Linked DNA regions of Sus scrofa: all the other regions are linked to region 1. Evidence: chromatin contacts called from public Hi-C and HiChIP or PLAC-seq data. All regions are on one chromosome and are shown on one strand. Each heading gives the region's core, a stretch centred on a gene start, on an enhancer-like site or on the middle of the called end of the contact. The rest is flanking DNA. Distances are from core to core; before and after follow the strand shown. Region 1 holds the start of RAB11FIP2 (rab11 family-interacting protein 2). Region 2 holds the start of FAM204A (family with sequence similarity 204 member A). Region 3 holds the start of EMX2 (homeobox protein EMX2).

Evidence for each region. Hi-C and Micro-C count contacts between places; a contact is called where the count stands out from the background. HiChIP or PLAC-seq counts read pairs in DNA pulled down with a chosen protein or histone mark.
Region 2: a contact with region 1 is called in an H3K27ac HiChIP or PLAC-seq map of alveolar macrophages. The contact joins the promoter of FAM204A here to the promoter of RAB11FIP2 in region 1. A contact is called at or near these places in 2 of 47 Hi-C or Micro-C datasets (epiblast stem cells and liver) and 1 of 2 datasets of contacts at active chromatin or transcription factors (alveolar macrophages).
Region 3: a contact with region 1 is called in a Hi-C map of embryonic fibroblasts, with 2.3 times the contacts expected there. The contact joins the promoter of EMX2 here to the promoter of RAB11FIP2 in region 1. A contact is called at or near these places in 2 of 5 promoter capture datasets (fetal skeletal muscle and liver), 10 of 47 Hi-C or Micro-C datasets (brain, embryonic fibroblasts, fetal skeletal muscle and 4 more) and 1 of 2 datasets of contacts at active chromatin or transcription factors (skeletal muscle).

The regions. Positions count from the first base shown.
Region 1 is chr14:128,108,786-128,112,470 of Sscrofa11.1, forward strand. RAB11FIP2 (rab11 family-interacting protein 2) reads right to left here and starts at 2,164. Exons shown (of 5, transcript XM_001927901.6): 1 at 1,354-2,164. The coding sequence starts at 1,706.
Region 2 is chr14:128,401,267-128,405,077 of Sscrofa11.1, forward strand. It overlaps FAM204A (family with sequence similarity 204 member A), which reads right to left and starts at 1,279. Exons shown (of 10, transcript NM_001185171.1): 1 at 1,234-1,279; 2 at 725-952. LOC110256774 (a long non-coding RNA gene) reads left to right here and starts at 1,258. Exons shown (of 3, transcript XR_002338732.1): 1 at 1,258-1,382.
Region 3 is chr14:127,647,628-127,651,269 of Sscrofa11.1, forward strand. EMX2 (homeobox protein EMX2) reads left to right here and starts at 2,337. Exons shown (of 3, transcript XM_005671489.3): 1 at 2,337-3,569. The coding sequence starts at 3,164. It overlaps LOC102164998 (a long non-coding RNA gene), which reads right to left and starts at 2,179. Exons shown (of 4, transcript XR_002338715.1): 1 at 2,043-2,179.

The DNA of each region.
Region 1 (3,685 bases), core at 914-3,413:
AATCATTCATATATATTCAACTTTGCACTTTTTTAAAACCTTTTTCTGCCCTTAAAATATTTTCACCTTCTCGGGGTAGTGTAAATAGTTACCATTTTTCCTCTGCATTCCTAGTGTTACTTCTCACGCTACCATTTAGACATACATTAAACCTTAGGTAAAGAACTGACTCCAAAAACATTTTTTTCAATAAAAATAAAAATTCCAATCCAGAGCAGCTTGCAGGAAGGTATGTACAGAAGGAACAAGAGGTGGTTGTTTTAAAATAAAACATGAACTTCAAGAAAGTTATCATTATAAAAGTTTTTAAATCGTAAATAAAATTTCAGTTATAACTGAAACACCAAAGTTAGTTTTGAAATCTGAAGTCCTCTTGTCAATGCAACCCATATTTTTCTCTCATAAATTCCATCAGCTTTAATGTTCTCTCAGAAGAGAGAAATTACAAGCTTAAAGAAGGGCTGGGTATCCCTACCTCAGAAAACATACTATTTTTCAATTTAAGACATAACATCCTAGTTTTAACTTATATTATGGCTTTTTAAATTAGACTCTATATCTATTCTACGTTTGGAAGTCAGATTAAAAAGGCCTATGATTTTTACTGAAGATGTCATTAAATCATTTCCTCACAAGAATTTAATCAGTCTCCAATCTGACAACATGTAATATGGTCTAAACACCCTGGCTTTGCAGAACTTGGAAGTAATGGCGTTCAAGGTCGAGGATGTTGGTACCCACTTTTGAAACTTTTTTTTAACAGCTTTAGACTCCATCGAGATGTGCTGACCCTGAAAAATGCCTGAGCTAAAATAAAAGCCAACTGTGTTTATAATGCTGAAATAAAATACTGAGTCCTAACTTGGGTAATTTATCACTTGACATCGTAAGAGTTCAACTGCAAAATCAATCAATCTATCTACCCATCTAAAAGACCTTACATTGGCAGATTTGGCTTTCTGATGGCTGTTCCATTTCCTGAAAAACTGTAATGTTTAAAGAGTATAACATTTTACATATATGTTGTTTTAGCTGGTCAACACTGTTCCTGTCCTCTTAGAAGTGAAACAATATTAATATACTTAAAATCGTGTGCAAAACATTCAGTTAACGAAGATGTTTGCCTCGAACAAGTGAGAGAGTAAGGGATCATTAAAGACTCCATTTATGAAAATGTTTCTTCACAAGGGCTATTTTTACTTCAGACTCATGCAAATATGGTGCTTAAAACTGGGTCATATTTCAGTCCCCAAACCCATGCCCCAGGTAGACAAGTAACTTCCAAGAACAGAAAAATCCATAAAGAAGATAAAATTACGCTCCCCCCAATTCAAAATAAATTACATAACTTACTCTGTTTTCCTTCTTTGTTTGTCCTCAAAGATGTCATTGAGATTGATGGCCACCTGCCCTAAAAACTTATCCAGACCCACCAGGGACCTGTGCATAACTATGAGGAAAAGGATGTATTTCTCTGGATTCCCCTGCATTAGCAATCCAGGGAGCTCAAAAGAGGCCTCTTCCTTCCAGACTGGCTCAAGCGTTTTCTCAGCTACGGAGGTGGAGTACTTTTCTTTGCCCAGCTGAATTATAGTGTATGTGTCATTGGTGCCACTTTTGCCTTTTGGCTTAAGATCTTTGGCTTGGAGCACGGTGACCTGCACGTGGGTCGGAAACCACTTTTGGGCTTGCTCGGAAAGCATCATCCTGTCCTTTTTCTCTGCACCGAGTTCACAGCGCAGGCAGTGCCCCTCCCGGGAGGGAGAGCCTAATTCCTTAATCACTGCATCCTAAGGGCACTTACGGAGACAGGCAACCGCACAGCTGCCCGACTTCCCTAGGGCTGACGTCCAAACGCCTCGCTGGGGCAGCCCAAAGACGGCTGCTCTGGGGGTCCCCTTTCCTCTGGAGAAACACAGGGCCCCACCATCACCTGGCCGCGCCGTCCAGGCCTCCGCGCGGAGGCCCGCGCCTCGCGTCCACACCTCAACGCTCCGCCGGCCCTCGGGACCGGCCCTCGGCGGCGGCGGGGAGTGGGGGGGGGACTCCCGGGCCTGCGGGCAGCTAAGGCCCGACCGCCAAGGCCCGGGCTGCGGGCGGCGCAAGTGGGAGGGCGCCTCCTGCCCGGACTCCCAGCCCCCGGCTCCCGCCCGCTTCCTCGCGGCCGGGCCGCCCCCGCCTCCTCCGCGCCTCCCGGGTGCAGGTCCACCGGCCCGGTCGGGCTCCTCCTCCCGACCCCGGTAATACGAACCGCCGGCCGCTCGCACGGCCTCGCTCCCTCTCGCAAACCTCTCCCTCCTCCTCCTCCCCTCGCCTCGGCTCCTCCTCTCGGGCGGAGGTGGGGCGGGGGCGGGTCGCCGCGGGGTGGAGTGGGACCAGGGGCAGGGGAGGCGGCCGCCCCGCAGCAGGAGGACCAGGGACAGGCCCTGGGCAGCACGGCGGCGGGCGCGGGGCTCAGCCTTCCCGGAGCCGGCGGCTCCTAGCACCGGGCGGGCGGCGCCGGCACTTCCGGGTTGGCCTTCTCCATGTTGATCTCAGGAACGCGTGGGGCGGGGCCGGGCGGAGCCATGGGGTCAGGGGTCAGCACCTCCCTGGTTGCCGTGGTGACCGGGGGTGTGCCGCGTGGGCGCTGAGGCCGCGAGCTCGGCTCCCAGGGCAGCGTGTTGATCCAGCGGGTTCACCTCGCTTGGTCCTTGTCACGATCCGGGGTGCCGGGGAGTTGGGGACCCGCACGTCAAGGAGTCTCTGGGGACAGCGAAAGACCGCTCCGAGAGGAAAGCAGTCTAGGCCAGGAACTGCCGGCCTAGGGAGAAACCCGGTTTCAATCTTTGGACGCTGTCCTTGCTGCACCCGGGATGCCCAGTGCCTGGCACCAAGCGGGCATTCGATGAATAGCGGTGAAATAAATCAGTCCCCTTCATTGGCCGAAAAACACACCTTTCCCCAAACCCTCAGTCACTCTTCTCTATTTGAAAAGAGAGGCGATTAACTGACTGGAATGCCACCCCCTACTCAGATGACAGAAGAGAGGGAAGCAGAGAAAAAGATCCCAAAGCCAACACAGGGAATTAATAAAGGTCACGATGAGTACTGGGCTGGACACAGACCTAGTTCTTGATCCCACATCTGCTACCATCAGTCTGAACGACCTTGGTCAAGTTATTTCCCTTCCCTGAGGCTTGGTTTTTTTCACTGTTAAAATAGCTCTCCGTTATGGCTGAGACCCCATGACAACTGTAAGGGCTTAACATCAAAAGGAACCCCTGGGCACTCATCTAACTTCAGAAGCCAAACCCAGTGGTCAATCTGCAAGTATTAAAAACGAAGTCAACTAAGAAAACAAACAGCCTCCTTCACCAAGGGCGACTGACAAATTCCTTACTTACCCTGAGGGCGAAGACGGATGGACTCTGTTAAGTGAAGAAAATTGGGATGTGTTAAGACTGCAGGTTTTCTGAAACCAGCCTAATCCAGTGGGAAAAGTATGGGTAATGGCTGATGATGAGTCAGGAGCCTTGCTTGAGGTCCTGACTGCCCGAAATTCAGTACAAAGCTCTCGATGGGCACCTAGCTTCCTGAGGCAAGGAACTTAGCTTCCTGGATTCCTGGGAGCCTAGATTTCCCGGTCCCTAAATTGTTGGTAAAATTGCTATTACAGAATTGGGAGGGGTATTACAGGATAATA
Region 2 (3,811 bases), core at 29-2,528, 290 kb after region 1:
AAATGCTATACTAAACTGCATACATCAAAGTCACATTCAGAGGTCTTGTATTGTAATAATGTCACATTTTCTGGAAGACCTGACAACTGTTTATAACCAAAACCCAATCTGAGCAGTTTATTGGGTAAATGTCTCCAGCTTCTAACACTCCAGAATTTCAATTCCATTATTACCAAAGGAAGCTGTCTTATTTCCCATATTTTGTATTCAATTAGAACTAATCAGAGAAACCTGAATCTTGCCCCATCTGAATTTAATCTTCCTTGTATGACAAACATAAATCATCACCCACCAATCTGAAGATTGTTTTAAATAATTTACACAATAATCACTTTCTGTGATTGTGAATTAGGTACTTAATTAAAATACTTTTAAGCATGTTACTATCAACATTAATGTAATGTAACATTAATGTAATGCAACATTAATGTCCTATTCACGTTTATGAAATAAATGTGTTCCCATTTCTCAAAAAGGTAGAGAAAGAACAACTGAATCAGAGGCCACACTTCAGATTTAAGTTATCAATCTGATTACCCAGATAAACCGTTTATTTAGCAGGATTCTGCATGTATGGACATGTTTTAATTAAAGAGGGTGTTTTGTTTAGCCAAGGGCTAGAAAACTCTTTCCCAGACTCAAGACCCTACATGGAAAGATTTACAGGTAACCAATAACATTTCGAGGCTCATTTTAAATCGGTTGCAGCTGTGAGAATACTTACACGGTTCAAGACAGAGAGAGGGTGGCTCTAGAAAGGTACACTTTTCTTGCTTGGCTGCACAACCCGGTCCTCTGCAGGCTCGCCGGCAGCAGCGCCACACTCCGATCCCCAAAACGGGAAGAGTCCCCTCCCGGCCCAGAACTAAGCGCTAAGCGCCGCAGATTCTGATGTAGGATGTCTAGCTTGCTGACACTCCCATTAACTGCAGCTCTTTCCCGGGTACAGCGACTGTAAACAGGAGCCGGTTTCCCGGAGCGAAAGCCTCCTTACTCTCACTCTGGCTGGGGTAGGAAGGAGAACCCCTTTCCGACCAACAGGCTGGGGAAGGCGCTCCGACGCCCGGTCTGAGCAAAGCGGAAGCCAGCTCCGCCGACGCTCCCGCGGGCCCAGCGGAGATGCTATGAGACCGCTCGCGCTGGCCCCCCAAGTCCCCGCACCCTGCCTTCCCAGACCCGTCTCACCGGAGCCTGCGCCGGCCGGGACCCAGCCCCGCACTCAGCCGTACTCACCGGTCCGGAGCCGGCCGCCCGTCAGCCATCTTAAGACCCACCAACAACGCGCTTTCTCATTGGCTCCGGCATATCAGCCAATGGGCTGGGGCCATTCTGGCCTGCGGTCGCCATGGCAACCGGCCGAGCTCCACTCTGCTATTAAATCCGTAAGAAATGAGCAGTTTTTTCCTTTCTCCTTCTCTACCCGCTTTTCTCTCGCCGTTTTCTCCTTTATTATGGACTTTTAAAAGACTTTGTTCTTTCTCCATCCCCTGCCGTACTCCGGCGCTCTCAGGTGAGGAAAGAGCTGGTTGAACAGAGTTCATTGCCCAAGGAGGGAGAGTCACTGCGGAAGCTCTCTAGACATTTCTGGGAACGTTTCCATTCATTCGTCCTTTCCCCCTCGCTCTCTTGCCGTTTCCCCCGCTTTTCTGCACATATTTATGGAGCAGGCACCCTGCCAGCCTCTATTTAGAGCTAAAGGGTCCCAACTCCTGCTCTCGTGGCGGCTGCTTCACTGACCAGCAGTGTGCCCTTGGCCAAAAGCTCTTTGAGCTCCTTTTCCGTGGGAGCCACTGGTTGAGGCTCTGAGAAGGGGCTTGGGGAGGGGGAAGCGTAGAAAATAAGCAAGGGGAAGAAAAGCTCTAGTAAGAAAATAATATGACCGTGATGGAGCTGTTTTAGAATGCTGCCATTTTCTGAAAAAAACATTCTGTAAAAATAAGAATACGTTCCTATTTGCTAATGCTGTGACGATTATATAACAAAATGCACATGAACTCCTTAAGCCATTACCTACAGTAATTTTTAGTCTTTCAGCCATTTGTTGTTATTGTCCTTAACATTGTGAATAATGCCTTTTTTAGAAATATCCTAAAAATGTGTAAAACTTTTGTATATGCACTCAATAACATAGCACGATGTAGTGTAAACACATGTTTATTATTTAACTCTCTACACACCTCACCCCCATTGATGTGGCAGGTGTATGGAGTAGTTGATGACCCCAGAGTCATAGCAGAACCCGAACTGACAAGCTTAGGTTGTGAAGGTCCTTTCTCACTCTCACATCCCCTGATTCTAGAATGGAATCTGGGCTGAGTGATTCACAGATCTGCATGAAACTCTCCTGGCCAAAGGTACTCAGCCTCTCACTAATGTTTTCCCTGAATCCAAATCTGTGAAAAGTTAAGGAAGATGTGCACGAAAATGCTGTTGTGCTGGTTACATTGAGCCTCTCAGTTGCTGACTTGAGCTGCATAATGAAATGCCACAGACTAAGTAGCTTAAACAACAAAAATTTTTATTTCTTACAATTCTGGAGGTTGGGATGGCTAAGATCAAGGCACTGGCAAAGAGGTCTCATTCTGAGGCCTCTTCTCTTGGCTTGTAGGCAGCAGTCATCTTGCTGTGTGCTCCTGAGATCTCTGTGCATTTGCGTAAGGAGGGGGAGAGAAAAAGGAACGGGTATCTGGTGTTTCTTCATAAAAGGACTCTAATCATGCTGGCTCAGAGACCTGCCCTTATGACCACATGTAACCTTAATTAATTGCCTGAGGGCCCCATCTCCAAATACAGCTGCCCTGGAAGTTAGGATTTCAATGTATGAATTTTAGGGGTACCCAGACATTCAGTCCATAACAAATTCTGATGGTGGAAGTGTAACCAAAATGGGGAAAGAGAGCTCAAAGGAGTAAGAATGAGATATGGATAGGAAGGAAATATTGTTGGCCTGCTTTAGAACTATCTGGATTGTTTCTGTATGTGTTCCACCAAAGAATGCTCATTGTTTACAGCATATAATGTGCAAAGGATAGAGGGGGATTCGAAGTATAAGTCCTCCAAAGACTTACTCCCACTAGATTTCAACCTCAAAGTTTTCTGAAAAGTCCTATTCCAAAAATAGCTATTTTAAAATCCTCTCAATGTTAATTTGAAAATTCTCAAATACCTAATTGTTTATGATATAGTATTTCTATAATAAGTATAGATAGCTCAGACTTTTCTTCTGGTTTTGGTTATAAAACTTTCAGTCTCTGGATATTATGATTTTTGCCAGTTTTCTGGAGGAAATGTCAGTCATTTGATTTATTTTAATCAATAAATTTGCCTTCCCTCCAGCAAATTCCTGCCCTGGAAACCTGCCAAACCATGCATTTTGTGAATGAAATACTTGTATTTGTGAGATTTCTATGAAATATAGAATTATTGAATATCTTTTACTAAATCATAGTGAATGTGATGCAGCTAGTGAATTGTGTTTGAGTTGTGTTGCATCTGGCACTAATTTCAAACAGCTAAGTTTCATTTAAATTTTCAAACATCTTAAAAATCATAAAGCAGTTTTTTCTTGCCAAGAAATATTATAGTTTATGAATCATTTTTCCTTATATTTAGTAATTTTTATCCTTAGTGTAGAGATTAGAAGTTATACTCATGTTATGAAAGATGAATTGTGGAGGTCTTTTTTGGTAGCTGCTAAATCTCTGATTGATGAAAATTTCCCCAAATATAATGAAATCCCTTAAATACTTCTCGGTTGGAAAAAGTGAATACGGCTTTGTGGTACAAATGATAAATGTGCTTCTTGCTGAAA
Region 3 (3,642 bases), core at 1,087-3,586, 460 kb before region 1:
AGCGATCAGCCTGAGAGCTTAGGAGAGGGGAAATGCATCGCACACCGTGGCAGGCTCATCCCACCACCCGGACGTTGAATGCATCCCTTTTGCTCTCACATCCCCAGCCAAGATCAAGAATACTGACTGTGCGGTAAATGCAGCCAGGGTGGGGCTTTTCACGCTCCAAGTATTGCACTTGGAGCCTAAGGCCCAGGTGGAAGCTCTGGCCCGAGGACGAGCCTGCCCCTCCAGCCCTCCTGGAGATCCTCCCATGGAGAATGGGGTCCGCTCCCACGGGCTCCAGGATCCGGGATGCACAGCCCACCTAAAGAGTGTGTTTCTTTCCAGGGACCAAAGGCCGACCTCTACCTCCACACAGACTGGCTGGCTAGCACAGCCCAAAGACTTCCACTTTTCCTGATGGCTTCAGGTGCCTTGCTGCCCCGGAGAACACTGTGGCTCATGTCCCTCAGCCTAACTGGAAGAAGGATTTCTGAGCTGGAGGCAATATTTTTGCATATTCAAAATGTAACCCCCCTGTAAGGCTGGATCGAACACCCTGGATCCTTGTACCCGATAGGGTACCCGATAGGGGGGAAAACCCAGCCAAGGCCCCCACCCAGAGCCAGCATCAGAGGACCACAGCCTGAGCCAGGAGTAGATTTCTTGGGGTGTGAATGCAGAGCTGAGGCCCATACCTATCTTGTGTATGCATGTGTGTATGAGTGTGTGTAGTATATGTGTCCTGAGAACACTGGGTGAGGTAGTACAGATGATCTCATTGGGCTTTCACTAAGGTCAGATGCCCAGACAACCCCAGAAAACACATTCCTAACTACTTGCCTGGAGTGTTTTCCAAAAGGAGTTTGGACCCTCCTCCTGCCACCCTCCCCCAACACAGACTATCCTTGGAAGAAAAAAGTCGAGAAATTGACACAAACATAAATACACAGCAGACGAAACCACAGAGGATCAGGGGGAGATCCCAAGGCAGGGAGGGGGTAGCTGGGAAAGCAAGGGGACACGTCTAAGACTTGGGGACCTTCAACTGATGAAACTGCTGGTGTTGCAGTCTGACCTAACAGGACTTCCCTCTTCTCCCTCTCCCAGCTGACATTTTTTTGGGGTCTCACAGCAACCTAGTCTCCAAACACAGGCATTTCTTCAACCTTAAGAGAAATGACATGGGCCTCCAAGTAATAGATTTAAACGACGTCAGATTAAAAAAAATCATTAATTGTAAACGTGCAAAATACCTGCTGGTACTTCAATTTAGAAGAATGTAATTGGCAGAAAGAAAAAAAAAAGAGGAAAAAAGAGGCGACTGATGAATAGATAATAGATCTTTAACCACCAATAAACAGAGAGCAGCGCCAGCAGCCTGGGGGATGTGATCATAATTATGCCGCTGCGTGAGCCAATGGGGACGAGGGAACTCAGCCCTAAAATCATCCCAAAACCGAAGGCGAGCTCGAAAATGCGGACACGGCCTGGGACCGGAGAAGCGATCTGTACTCCCTAGTTGCAAGCCCTAGGTTTGCACAGCGATCCGCCGCCTGGGACAACAGATGGCAGAATAATAATAGAAATAGAGATAATAATAATAACTGTAATAATAACAGCAGCGATAATAACACCGACAACCACATTAACCGAAACAATAACGACAACGTCTCAGTAATAGTAGTACCACGTTAGCCTCTCCCTTGACCTTGGATCCCCCCCAGTCCCAGATGTTGCAGAAGGAATTGTGTTTTTTTGGGGGGTGGGGGTGGGGATGAGCACCCTCCCAGAGAGAAAAATTAAGTGCCTGTGGGAGAGTGGGAAGCCCGCCGCCCGGGGAAGGTTCAGCCGCTCCGTCCCAACTCGCAAACGGACGAGCCCAGCCAAGAATCGCGAACGCAGCGACCCCGGACCTCAAAGCTTTGCGTAGTTGGAGGACACCCTGCTCGGGCCTCTCTCCTCACCTAGGAAACCGACAGGAGTTTTGCTGGGGGTGGGGATTGGTCCGACCGAACAGCTCCGTTACCCTCGTCCGGAACCAACCCTTGCCCGCTTACCCTCGCGTGCTCCCGGGGCGATCCCAGGTCCTCTGATGCCGGGCCGCGGGGGGCAGTAGCAGAGGAGAGCTACGCACAAGAAATCTGTGTCACTGTGTCCATCTGTCCCACCAGCTTGGGCTCAGCAGGTTCAGGATCCAGGGGATCGCAGCGGAGGCCGCGCCGGCTGGGGACTCTGCAAGGACCGGGGTGCCCCGGAGGGAGTGGTGTTGGTGGTGGAAAAGGAGGCGGTGGCTGAGGGGGAGGAGGTGGGGAAAGAGGAGGAGGAGAAGAAGGAGGAAGAGGAGGAGGAGGAGGAGAAGAAGCCGAAGGAAGAGGAGGAGGCGAAAGAGGAGAAGAAGCCGCAGCGGGCGCCGCAGGAGCGAGTGAGCTAGGAGCGCGGGGTTACGGCGCGAAGAGGCCAGGCGGCCCGGCGGGCGCAGGAGGTTCGGCCAAGGCAGCGGCGCCGACTCCGTTCCACTCTCGGCCCGGATCCAGGCCTCCGGGTTCCCAGGCGCTCGCCTCCCTCTGACGCACTTTAAAGAGTCTCCCCCCTTCCACCTCAGGGCGAGTAATAGCGACCAATCATCAAGCCATTTACCAGGCTTCGGAGGAAGCTGTTTATGTGATCCCCGCACTAATTAGGCTCATGAACTAACAAATCGTTTGCACAACTTGTGAAGAAGCGAACACTTCCATGGATTGTCCTTGGACTTAGGGCGCCCTGCCCGCCTTTTGCAGAGGAGAGAAAACTTTTTTTTTTGCCTCCCCCGAGAAACTCCCCCCCCCGCGCGCCTCTAACTCCGATCCCCCCACGCCATCTCGCCCCCCCCCAAAAAAAATTACCCCAATCCACGCCTGCAAATTCTTCTGGAAGGATTTTTCCTCCTCTCTCCAGGTTGGGCGCGTTTGGTGCAAGATTCTCGGGATCCACGGCGTTCTCTCTCCCTCCCCCTCCCCCTCCTTTCCTTTTTCCTTTCCTTTCCTTTCTTTCTTCCTTTCCTCCCCCCACCCCCACCCCCAACAAACAAGTCCCCAATTCCCGTCCGTCCTTGCCGCGGGCAGCGGACAGCGGGCGGCGGAGGCAGCGCGCCGCGGTCGCCGGGAGCCGGGAGCCCCGGGCGCCCGCTCCTCGGCACAGCATGTTCCAGCCGGCGCCCAAGCGCTGCTTCACCATCGAGTCGCTGGTGGCCAAGGACAGTCCCCTGCCCGCCTCGCGCTCCGAGGACCCCATCCGTCCCGCGGCGCTCAGCTACGCCAACTCCAGCCCCATAAACCCGTTCCTCAACGGCTTCCACTCGGCCGCCGCCGCCGCCGCCGGCAGGGGCGTCTACTCCAACCCGGACTTGGTGTTCGCTGAGGCGGTCTCGCACCCGCCCAACCCCGCCGTGCCAGTGCACCCGGTGCCGCCGCCGCACGCCCTGGCCGCCCACCCCCTGCCCTCCTCGCACTCGCCACACCCCCTCTTCGCCTCGCAGCAGCGGGACCCGTCCACCTTCTACCCCTGGCTCATCCACCGCTACCGATATCTGGGCCACCGCTTCCAAGGTACGTGCCACGTCGCGGGGCTGCAACGCGCCGCATCCCTCACCACCCTCGGCCTGCTCGGGATAGGCGCCTG